Regions from separate parts of the Ovis aries genome. Here regions 1 and 2 are each linked to region 3. A link is a contact called in public Hi-C data. All regions are on one chromosome and are shown on one strand. The core of a region is the stretch at or near the end of the contact, and the rest is flanking DNA. Distances in the headings are between cores, read along the strand shown.

Region 1 (3,674 bases), core at 581-3,080, 100 kb after region 3:
TCTTAAGGACCACATCATTGTGAAGGTGAGGAGGGAAGTTTAGTGATCTCCAGTGATAAGAATTAAAGTGCCCTTAATCCAAATAATTCCAGGAGGGGTGGAAGAAAAGGTTAACATTTATTTGTTACCAAGCATCTGTCATGGGCCAGCGCTGTGCTGACCCCCTAGTAACAGTGCCGTGAAGGAGATGTTACCACATCCTCGTTGGCAGAAATGGGGATGCTGAGGCCAGACATGCACACCCAAGTCACAGAGCTGGCTATTGGCCGCAGGTGCACTTGGAGACAGGTCTCTCTCTCGGCAGCTCCATCTGCTTCCCAATGTAACATTGTCTTCCTTCTCATCTGGTGAAGTACTGTATCAACATAAAGGTGAGAGTGTCAGAGCAAAGAAAATACATCACAGATTTTGGTGGAAGAGGAAGAAAATTTCTTAAATGCTCTATCATTGTCAGATTATAAATTCGACTCAGAAATAAAACATGATTTTATGTAATTAAATTGCCTTTGTTTTAAATGTTAGGCATTAATCAGTGTGTTGAGACTTTTTGAGACTCATTTTTATGATAGACTATCTACATTTTACTTGCAAAATTCTGGGTTCCATTTTCAGCAAGTACTATTTTCCTCTGACATATTAGTACTTGGGCACACTAATGTGGGCTGACCATCTGTGACTGCATGCATAAGTGCTTCAGTACAGTGACTTCTGGCTAAAATATTGTCATAAGATAGGGTCAGTGACCCTTTGCGTGCTATGTGCTCTTAAAAAAACATAAAATAGTGTAAAGCTACTTTGCCTTGACTGCAGATCGTAATAGACTGGATACTAAGCTCTAATAGCAAATCTGTGTAATAAATCAAATGCTTTATGGTGTGCTTGTTATTTAGAAGAGAGGTATAAGTTTTTCACAGAATATGGCAAAAAGTACATCTTAGCCGTTTCTAATGAGGTGGTTTTTAATATTCATTCTATATGAATTATTTAGTTTGAGCCATACATGCAATAAACAGCATCAGTTGTTGCTTTTGTGTAGCATTTATAATAGTTTAGCTGTGCCAGCATCAGTGTTGAGAAGGCAGAGTAACAGGAGTGGTTCTACATTTAGTCCTAAGTTATATTCATCCCAAATCTGGGTATAAATTACCAATTTTCTTAGTATTCTGAAAGGATATGTTCATCTTAAAATTTCAGTGTTATGAAAAACTAGATATGTCGATATATTTTCTCTTGAAAAATGTGCTGCTTTGTCCCCAAACTTCTGTAGTTTATTCCCCATCAGCTCATATGTGGTAAAGCAGCCCGTCTAGCTGAGGGCTGGACCACTCGAGGATGGTGTTTACTTCTGCTACATTAATCTACAGGCTCCAGGTCCGGAACTGGAGGCGGAATTTACTGTCCTTTCCAGAATAGTTCAGAAAAGAAGACCATGGTGATTCCTTTTCTCCCTCTCCTCTTTGTTCACAGAGGCAAACCGTTGGCTTTCTATGACACAGATACCACAGGCTATTTTTCTCAGATATTAAGTCAAAGCATTTAAGGCTAGTTAAAGCAAGTCCTCTGTCTTAAAGCTTTCCTGTCCTTTAGAACCTTCCCATTCATCTCCTAGCTCTCCTGAGCCCTCCATGATAACTTCTTGAACTTGAATGTTATTGCCTGAGTACAAAGAGCGCCCCCCCCAAAAAAAGAGTAATACTGAAACAAAAATGTAACATTTCTCTCTGCTAATTCTAGCTGTAAGGTTTTTATTAATCTTAACCCAAATCCTGCTTTCATCATATCATTCCACAGTTGCAAAACCTCCAGCCACATTCTGTTCCCTGACTCCTTTTCCTAGAACCCAAGGCCCTGTCGGGCCTTTTCAGACTTGGCTTGCCTTACTCCTCACACAGCTTGCATTAGACAGAGTCCTCTGTTTATTATCTTCCATGGCCTACCTGAATTTCTTTTCCCCAAAGTCTTTTTTTGCTGAACTTGACCTTCATCCTGTTTATGCTCCTTTATTTAGCTTTCATCATACAAGATCACAACATTCTTAGCTACTTTTTTAATATTAAAAAATCCCTATATTCCCTCTCCCCAAAACTGTTCCCCTTGATGGCAGGAATGGCATCTTACATATTTTTCATAGGCCTTGGATGGTGAAGGGCCTACTGGAGACATGCTGTAAATATGTGTGGCTTGATTTCTTAGTCCGACCTCCTTCTGGACTGTACTTGTCTTTCACGTGTTCCTTTCAGCTTCAGGACCAGGTTTGCCTTTGACCTTTAGGACTGCAGCAACTTTGCCTGCCAAATATTGTCCACCTTCAAGTCCCGGCTGCCATTCCAGCCACATCAGATGCGCCTTCCTCTTCTGTCCCATCACAGAATCATGTACTCACGAAGCACACCCAGCTGTACAGCACAAGTGAAAGGCACGGTGACCGAACATTAAGGAATCAAGCCAAAGTGACGGGAATTACAAACGGAATATCTTTCTATACCTTTCGTCGTTGTGTCTTAGATGTCTTATACAGACAGCGAAAATCTTCAAGGCCTAAAAGCTGAAAGTTTTAAAATACCTGTCTGATACTGATTGCCTAATTTTAAAATTTCACATATACCTTATCTTCAAATGCTTACCACTTATACTAAGTAAAGAAAAGAGAACAAGTTGAGCTATTCAAAATAGTGAGGATTCAAGATAACATGGATAAACAGCTCCTTCTGCTTTTTTCTATTTTAGGTCTCATTGTCCAGCAAACTTTGCTGTTAGCAGAATGCATATAATTTATACTTTCTTTTCCTTCTCCTATTCAGCCATTTTTAGAAGAGCTAAAGCAAATTGTAGGAAATCCCCTTTCCTGGGAAGTCTTTGAAAAGATAAAGAAGCATTAAAAAAAAAAAAAAAAAGCAAATTAGGGAACTGTATATATAGTATCACCTGTGTGTGCGTATATGTGTGTGAATTTTTTTCCCTTTTTTCCCACAAGTCCATAGTCATAAGGAAGTTTTGACTCTCATTCATAAATCCATTCCCACCAAACAGATACATGTGGTTACTCTGTTGAAGCTTTAAAGCCAGTCATACCTCCTCCTGACTGATACATTTGTTGTCTTGGGCCTCTTATTTCAAATAGAACAATGTTGCCTACCCAGAAGGTCAGGTAACAACTTTCTGAATGTTATCAGTATCTGTCTCAGAGACTTAGCAGTTATAGAGGCCACCCTCATCCCTCTGCCACCTGCCTGGAGCTATGCAGACTCAACACTGGGAACTGCTTTGAACCTCTGGAATATTCGGCAGTTGACAAGTAAAGTATCTGCAGTTATCCACATGGTTGACCAAAGCAATCTTCTGCCTCTCTTCTTTGTTACTTACCAGCTTCCCTGGTAGCTCAGCTGGTAAAGAATCCCTCCCCCCCCCCCCCCCCCCCCCCAATGCAGGAGACCTGGGTTCGATCCCTGTGTCAGGAAGATCCCCTGGAGGAAGGCATGGTAACCCCCTTCAGTATTCTTGCCTGGAGAATCCCCATGGACAGAGGAGCCTGGCTGGCTACAGTCCATGGGGTCGCAAAGAGTTGGGTATGACTGAGCGAGTAAGGACAGCACAGCTGTGTAACCTTCAGTTCGGTTCAGTCTGTCAGTTGTGTCCAACTTTTTGCGACCCCATGAATCATAGCACACTAGGCC
Region 2 (4,102 bases), core at 1,553-4,052, 68 kb before region 3:
TGTCATCAGATGTATGCAAATAAATTGGGAAATGTCAAAATGTTTTCTAAAGCAGCAGATGTACCAGTTTACATTTCTTCCAGTAAGCAGTGTTCTTGAGATATTCCCCTTTTATACATCTTTACCTACTCTTAATATTTTCAGAATTCTTAATTTTTGCCAATCTGGTGATTGTGAAATGGTATCTTGTTATCTAAATTTGCATTTTCCTTTATTACTTGGCTTACCCCGTGGCTCAGGGATAAAGAATCCACCTACAATGCAGGAGCTGCAGGAGACATGGTTTCTATCCCTGGGTTGGGACGATACCCTGGAGGACATAAGCAACTCATTCCACTATTCTTGCCTGGAGAATCCCATGGACAGAGAAGCCTGGCGGGCTATCGTCCATAGGGTCTTAAACAGTAAGACATGGTTGAAGTGACTTAGCATGCATACATGCATGACTGTCTCTTCAAGTGTTATAGTGACATTTGTGCTTCCTCTTCTATGAAATAGACACATTCATTCTTTTGCTCACATTTTAACATTTCTCTGTTTTAAACTGATTTCAGAAAGTTCTTTATATATCCTGTTAGCCTTTTATAGTTCATATGGATTGCAAATAACTATTATGTGGCTTGCATTTTTACTTTCTTTATAGAATCCTTTGATGAATCAAATTTAATCAATTTTTGAATTTTAATCAATATAGTCAAACTGATCAATTTTACAGTCTTGGTTACTTTATTAAAGAAATATTCCCTACTTCATTGTGATAAAGATATTTTCTATATTGTCTTCTAACAGCTTTACAGTTTTATTTTTTTACATCTAGGCCTTTAATTCACTTAAACTTCTTTCTTCTCCTTTTGTGAAACAGGACTCCAATTTCATTTTTCCATATGGACAGCCAATTGACCCAAAACCATTTATTGAAAAGCTCATTCTTTCTCCACTGCTCTGCAATACTAACACAGTCATAAATCAAGTGTCTACATAATTGTGGGTGTACTGCTGGGCTCTGTAAAACAGACTGAATTTTCATCATCCAGAAGAAACTAGAGCAGTCTAAGTTTGGTCATTTCTTTTATCAACTGATGCCTAGAACCCCTGAAATTGTTCTTAATCTGTCCTCTTCCTTCAGTCACTCTGCTAAACCATTCCTAGTCCTGCTAGGCTCTTAATGCTGGTTAGTTCATGTCCATTCCCTTATCAAATACATTAAAAGGTCCCACATTGAAACAGTATAAAGAACTATTTTTAACCCCTAGCTAGACAATGAACTACCCCACTCTTCAGACTGTTATTAACCGCAACAGGATCCACCATATAGCAGAAGCTCAGTAAATGCTAGTTTCCCTATAGGGTTTCACATGGGTTAACTGTTATTATTTTTTATGAGAGTGTGATTGCCTCCTGGCATATCCAAAATATTCTCATATGAACTTATATTGTTTTTCTCAAAATGTTTAACCTAGAAATTTGTCTAAATCATATAAAGATAATAAAGGCTTTACTTCACCTTTGCATTGTTTTAAAGTATCTTACTAAACCGTTTGAAATGTAATCAGACAAAAATGTAATTGTTTGACAAAATCAAGCATTTCATTTCAGCTTGATTTACCTTTGGGCTATTATGAAAACAGACTCTTGGAAATCCAAAATGACAAAACAGTAATCAAGGTCTATTTACTAACATATTAATTTTTCATTACCCTTTATTAGATGTGCAACAACTTCAACTTGAAGGTGCTTTCTTACTTATCCTATTTGTGCATTTTGGTATTATCTCTTGTTGAGCTAGAATATGAAAAGTCTTCTACAGGCAGCTTCAGGGACCAATTAACTCCATTAAATTATATCCAGTTACGTAGTGAACTGAACCACGGCTGTCTGGGGCTGTCTGGAGCTGTGACAATCAGGAGATGGAGAGAGGCAGAAAAGGAGAGATTGATTTTAATATGTCACCGAAGCACACTGCAACAATATGCCAGCGTGACTTTCAAAATGGCCTTAAAATATTCCAAACTCAGGGAGTTTCCTTGCTCCTGAGTGGGAGTTGACAGACTGTCTGGCAGCATTAGAAACAGGCAGAGAAAAGCTGATGTCTATATTGTGTCCTCTAATGATAACATTCTGCCTCTTTGCGACATCTCCCCCTTAGAAGGATCCGTATATTTGGTGTGAGTGTGTGTGTGTGTGTGTGTGTGTGTGTGTGTGTGTACGCGCGCACGCGAAGCCCCCCTCCCCCCGCCCCCGCGTTTTGCCTCCTCCAGTGCAGAGGGCAGGGTTTCACCTCTCACATCTGGGAAAACCAAATCGAAGGACACTAACCCTCCCAAGGTCAACTAGAAAATTAGGCCTGGGGAGGGGGGATGGGGGGAACCGAACCCAGGTGTCCCCACTGCAGCTTTGTGGTTGGGCACTAAATCATTTTTCTTCTCTTGTGGGGGAAAAAAAAAAATCATTGGGTGGGGGTAAGTGAGAGATTAATCAGATTTCTTCCTCTTTCTTCCCTTTCCTCCCCTCCTCCTAAAGGAGATAAAACTCATGAAATCAAACAAGGTGTCCACTCCGCAGTTCTTAAGCTGGGTCCCTGCAGTCTACCCCCACACTCCACCCCCAACACAAAGCGATCCGGGCTCCCAAGGTTTCGGTCCGTCCTACGCGGAGCCCGGGAGGTGAGGAGTGGTTAAAACTCAGCCCTCACCTCCAGCGGGTCCCGGATCCGCGGCGCCCAAGCCCCGCCCCCGCCGCCCTTCCCCCACGGCCTCGGCACGCCAGCCCCTCTCCCCTCTCCCAATCGGGCGCACCCACCCCAGATGCCGCCTGGCACCGAGCGCTGCCGCCGCTGCCGCCGCCGCCGCAGCACTTTCCACTTGTATTGATCACCTCCCGGCCCCGCTCAGCCTGCTCGCCGGAGCGGAGCGCGGCCAGCGCGCCAGCCCTTGGCAGCCCCGGAGCAGTCGGGCTCCGGGAGGCAACTCCTTGGGAGCGCCCTGTCCGGGGTGCCCTCTGCGCTCTGCAGTGTCTTTCTCTCTGTCTGGGAGGAGAAGGAGGAGGAGGAGGAGGAGAAGGAGGAGGAGGACGTCTGGTCCGGGCTGGGAGGTGGAGCAGCGGCCGCCGCCGCCGCCGCCGCCGCCGGAAAGGGAGAGGCAGGAGAGATCGAGACTTGGAAACCCCAAAGTGCCCGCGACCCTGCACGGCAGGCTCCCTTCCAGCTTCATGGGCAAAGTGTGGAAACAGCAGATGTACCCTCAGTACGCCACCTACTACTACCCCCAGTATCTTCAAGCGAAGGTAAAGGGGCGCCGGGGATGGGGGGCGCCCGGGGCGCGCGCTGCTCGGGCCCGGGAGGGGCGAGCGCCGAGCTCCCGCCGCCCCCGGCGGAGTTGATGGAAGGTTGCTAACTATAGCGCTGGCCTGGGCGCAGCCGGGCGGCGCGCTGGGCGGCTGCTGCCCGCGGAACTGAGTGCGGGGATCGGGTTACAGAAAGCCTCGGGGGGGAAGACTAGACAGGAAAGAGCCGCCGGCCCCTTCCTGGCCCGGGAGGCGGGGAGGGTCGCGGGCCGAGCGGCGCCCCTCGCCGAGCGTTGGCTGCGCGGCCGCGGGTCCCGCCGGCGGCGCAGATCTTCGACCCCTTCTCCTGGGCCTCGCCGGGCGAGCGGCAACTCTCGGCTTCCCTCGGAGTGGCGCCGAACCTCCCGCCCCCCGGGGACGCCCCTCAGTCTCCCGCGCGCGCGATGACTGGGGCTCCAGGGGGGGACGGGACTTTTCCCTCCCCGCCTCCGGCCCTGCGCGCCCGCCCCTCGCCTTGATCTTTGTGCGCTGTGGCACTTTACCTGGTTACTGATTTCTACTTTTACGCTGGTGTTTTGGGTAGGAAAGTGGCCAAAGTTCACTCAGCGTTCATTGATGTCCCTTTTAATCTTCCCTGTAGCTTCTGCAAAAGAGGGACAATGGGCAGATTTCGATGCAGAGAAAGAAGTGACTTCGTATTTAGTTTTGAAAGATGCTGCCTTATATGTTTACCTACAGATCGATTTTCAGTGGTGCTTTCTCAGAAGCGGCCTTGGTACACGCTTAAGTAAAACAGCAGATGACATGTAGTCATACAAAT
Region 3 (3,591 bases), core at 186-2,685:
TGAAAAAAAATTAAAAAGAGATATCATTTTTTAACTTTTAAATATAAAAACTTAAGACCCATGAATCAAGGTCTTAAGTGAAAATGATTATATTTGGACAATTAAAATAGATTGCTCCTTCACTGAAAAATAAACTGAATTTTTAGTTTTTGTCTGAAGAATTATTTTTGGAGCAGATAAATGTATTTGACTGCAAAAGTATTTAGAAAGAGAGCAATAGGTAATTACTGAAATGTGAAACTTGGGAAACACTAATTGCCAAATAAAAAATAAAAAATAAAAATAGAGGTACCCAAACCTTCTGCTTCCCTCTCAAAAAAGTTCGAGTTCAGATTTTCTTAGCCAGTGGAGAACAATATTCATCATAGCCATCACCATCATTGTGCAAAAGGAAGCACCACGTCAAAGGGTGGGAATAGAAAAACAGGGACAATAGAATTTGTAAAGGAAGCTTTCCTGTCTCCACCCCACCACCAAATAGAGTTAACTTAGTCCTGTTGTCTGTTCATTTACAGGCAGATCTATTCTAATTCTTTAAGAAAGGACATTTTCTGTAATGCTGTCAGAAAAAAACATTCTTACAAATGCTGTTTTTTCAACTATTTACTGAAGCTGATCCAAGTTACTTATCCTGCATTGTCTTTTCTGGTAGGCTGAGGTCCTCATCCCTCTCTTCTCCTTCCCACAGAGATAGCAGGATGACCAGGGTTGATAGATGGAAATTCAGAGATTTTTTTTTTCCTTTTTTCTTTTTAAAATTTCCAGAAAGTAGAACCTAGGATTATCCAAATAATGTCAGGATATTTTTTGTTTGGGAGTAAACTATGAACTAGTTAAGATTTCACGAAATTAATTAAATCATCCAATGAAAATTGAGTTTTTCTTTCCAATACCTCTTTTCAGTTCGACGTGTATAACCAAGTATGCGTCTCTTGTGGTCTCGATTACATCCGGTGTTTTTAGCTGGCAGCATTTCCTCTGTTGAGGCCCCACTTGATTTGCCAGACTTCATTTCTGTGAATATAAAGAGAAAACCAAGTTGTGTGAGACAGTGGAATTTAAGAAAAAAATCAAGTGTTAGGATAACATTGATTTTTGAAACAAAAAACCAGCACTAAATCTGTTACAAACTGATCCTTCGTTTATGAAAAATATATAGGCTACAAAAGTACTGGGAAAGTCTTATAGCCATCTTTTAACCATCCAGTATGTTTTCTTTTGAATATATATAAAAATGTAATTCAACTATCAGGGACCAAAGAGGCCCCTCCTGTGTAATTGCACGGATCTGGAATAATGAAAGTGAATTTGCAATTCTTAAAATGGTGTTTTCTTCCAGTTCTCATAGAAGTGTTTTTGGAACAGTGGTCTGTACTAACAGCTGTATTCAATCTTGAGTAAAAGTCACTTCCTGAAGAGAATGAAATTCAACTTAACATTCAAACTTGCCCGGAACGTAATCCTGTGGGGCGGGTGTACTATGTGATTATGAAACTGGACATGGGCACCCTGCTGAGGTGATTTCTTGTAAATAGTACCCAACAGAAACCGTTAATCAGTGCCAGTGCTTTGAACTGAGGATTTAATCATCTAAAAGCATTGCTTATATACAAAACCATTTTCATTTGCAAGAATTTTACTCTTTGGTATTTTGAAAATATAATTCCCTTCTGAAATTATATTTGTATGGAATCTGTATCTTTAGATAGATAGATATAGACATATATGTTTGTATATGTTTATATATATTTAAGCTTTTCAGATTTTTTAAATTGTCATTCTTAGTTTCAGGCAAGTTTGTTTTTGATTTTTTTAATTCATTCACTCATTTACTATAATGAACCTAATTTAAATAGAGTTTTTGTTCCTGGCCTCATAAGGTTAGTTGATTACACATAGAGATATGAGAAGTACAGTTTTAGCCATTTAATATCTATTTTAAAAATATCTTTTAGATAGATATTACTAACTTTTACTGTCCTAAATATTGTACTTATTTATTTTAAAGAAACAAATGTGTATCAGTATAATTTGGACATTGTTAATGGAATCATGCTTTAGATCGAAAAGTTTTTACTGAATCAGTTATTTTGTTTATATATCACTCTTCTGATGTCTGAATAGTGATTGCATGGTTTTCAATCAAACCATCAAACTGAAACAAAGAGAAAGTCTGACATGTTAAGCCAGAATTAACAAACATATATAAAAATTCCAGCCTTCTCAATTTGTAGAAATCAAAACCATTTCCTGCTTACTTTGGTAACAAAGGAGGGAGCTAGGCTTTCTTCACTCCTAGACGAAATTTCCCAAGTTGCCTTGAAGACGTTTGTTTATAATGTCTTCATGCATTCTTTTCTTTTTGACATGCTCCACTCCCTCCAGTGAGATACTAATTAAAGAGAGGCCACTGTGACCCCACATGGTTTAAAAGTCACCAGGAATGAGGCAGCAGGGCAAATCTAGACCGGAAGTGCTCATTCCTAAAATATAATACAACCCTTAAGACCATCTTATCAAAAATCTATTGGCTTCTAATAGCAAAAAAAAAAAAGTGCTTCCTTTGATTTAGAAGATATACACTTAAACCCAAAATAGAATCTCTAAAACTTATTTAGACAATCTAGCATATGGAAACTTTTTAGAAGAATTCGAAACAAATAACATCATCTCATATATTAAATGGTATATTAAATGGTCATTTTAGAGACATTGAAATACATAAGCATTAATTATATATTTGGAATTTCATGGAGGATTGTCTAAATTGTGTGTGTGTTTTTGGTTTTTGTTGTTTTTGTGGGGAGATAAACCTATATCTTGCCATTCCTTTTAAAGAATTTGAGACAGCTCAGATTGTAAGTAAGAACCTTGGTTTTCTCATATACAGAAAGTAGCAACACTTTAATTGGGATGATAAGATACCAGCTGATCATGTAGGTGCAATTAGGGCAATTTTGTTAATAATAAAGATTTGAAAGAAATGGAGATAATTTAGTAACTTAATAAGCAGGTGGTACTGCCCGACATCAAATTATTTCCCTCTTGAAATGACTTGCTGTTGCTAAGTTCTAACTTTCAAGAAGCAGTTTCTTATGTAACTGTGTTAGTATTGTTTAGCAAGATGCTTTTGATCACAAGTAATAGAGACCCTCTACTGATTGTGCTAATTAATGGGGGTGGGGTTGTTCTAAGAACGTATGAATGGGAATCATGAGTCTCTCTTATGAGACCAGACCTCAAGGGAACCCAGGAAGACTGCCTTACCAGGCCTTGGGATTGGCAGGGACCATAGTGGCTGTTGGGCTTCCCTGGTGGCTCAGATGGTGAAGTGTCTGCCTACAATGCGATCAGGGTTCGATCCCTGGGTTGGGAAGATCCCCTGGAGAAGGAAATGGCAACCCACTCCAGTATTCTTTCCTGGAAAATTCCATGGACTGAGGAGCCTGGTAGGCTACAGTTCGTGGGGTTGCCAAGAGTCGGACACGACCGAGCAACTGCACTTCACTTCACTTCATAGTGGCTGTGGGCCTTGTTAAACCAACTGGAAGACTGGTTTCAGTTCAAGGCACCAATCGAAGAACAGGAGTT

The links. Hi-C and Micro-C count contacts between places; a contact is called where the count stands out from the background.
Region 1: a Hi-C map of tail adipose tissue shows a contact between it and region 3, with 2.8 times the contacts expected there. The contact joins two enhancer-like sites. A contact is called at or near these places in 4 of 16 Hi-C or Micro-C datasets (hypothalamus, liver, skin fibroblasts and 1 more).
Region 2: a Hi-C map of tail adipose tissue shows a contact between it and region 3, with 4 times the contacts expected there. The contact joins the promoter of RBMS1 here to the enhancer-like site in region 3. A contact is called at or near these places in 3 of 16 Hi-C or Micro-C datasets (skin fibroblasts and tail adipose tissue).

What each region holds. Positions count from the first base shown.
Region 1 is chr2:149,423,426-149,427,099 of ARS-UI_Ramb_v3.0, forward strand. All of the region lies in intron 2 of RBMS1 (RNA binding motif single stranded interacting protein 1), which reads left to right. Among named protein-coding and RNA genes, the nearest start is that of ITGB6, 130 kb to the right of the region's middle. Within about 2 kb of position 1,831, at least 4 of the 54 cell types and tissues checked have an H3K27ac peak or open chromatin away from gene starts, as enhancers often do. A contact at or near this core is called in tail adipose tissue, where this site is marked.
Region 2 is chr2:149,254,394-149,258,495 of ARS-UI_Ramb_v3.0, forward strand. It overlaps RBMS1 (RNA binding motif single stranded interacting protein 1), which reads left to right and starts at 2,803. Exons shown (of 14, transcript XM_060409830.1): 1 at 2,803-3,282. The coding sequence starts at 3,208. LOC132659208 (a long non-coding RNA gene) reads right to left here and starts at 3,008. Exons shown (of 3, transcript XR_009599330.1): 1 at 2,800-3,008; 2 at 1,698-1,891.
Region 3 is chr2:149,323,991-149,327,581 of ARS-UI_Ramb_v3.0, forward strand. The region is part of intron 1 of RBMS1 (RNA binding motif single stranded interacting protein 1); the gene reads left to right. Among named protein-coding and RNA genes, the nearest start is that of RBMS1, 69 kb to the left of the region's middle. Within about 2 kb of position 1,436, at least 13 of the 54 cell types and tissues checked have an H3K27ac peak or open chromatin away from gene starts, as enhancers often do. A contact at or near this core is called in tail adipose tissue, where this site is marked.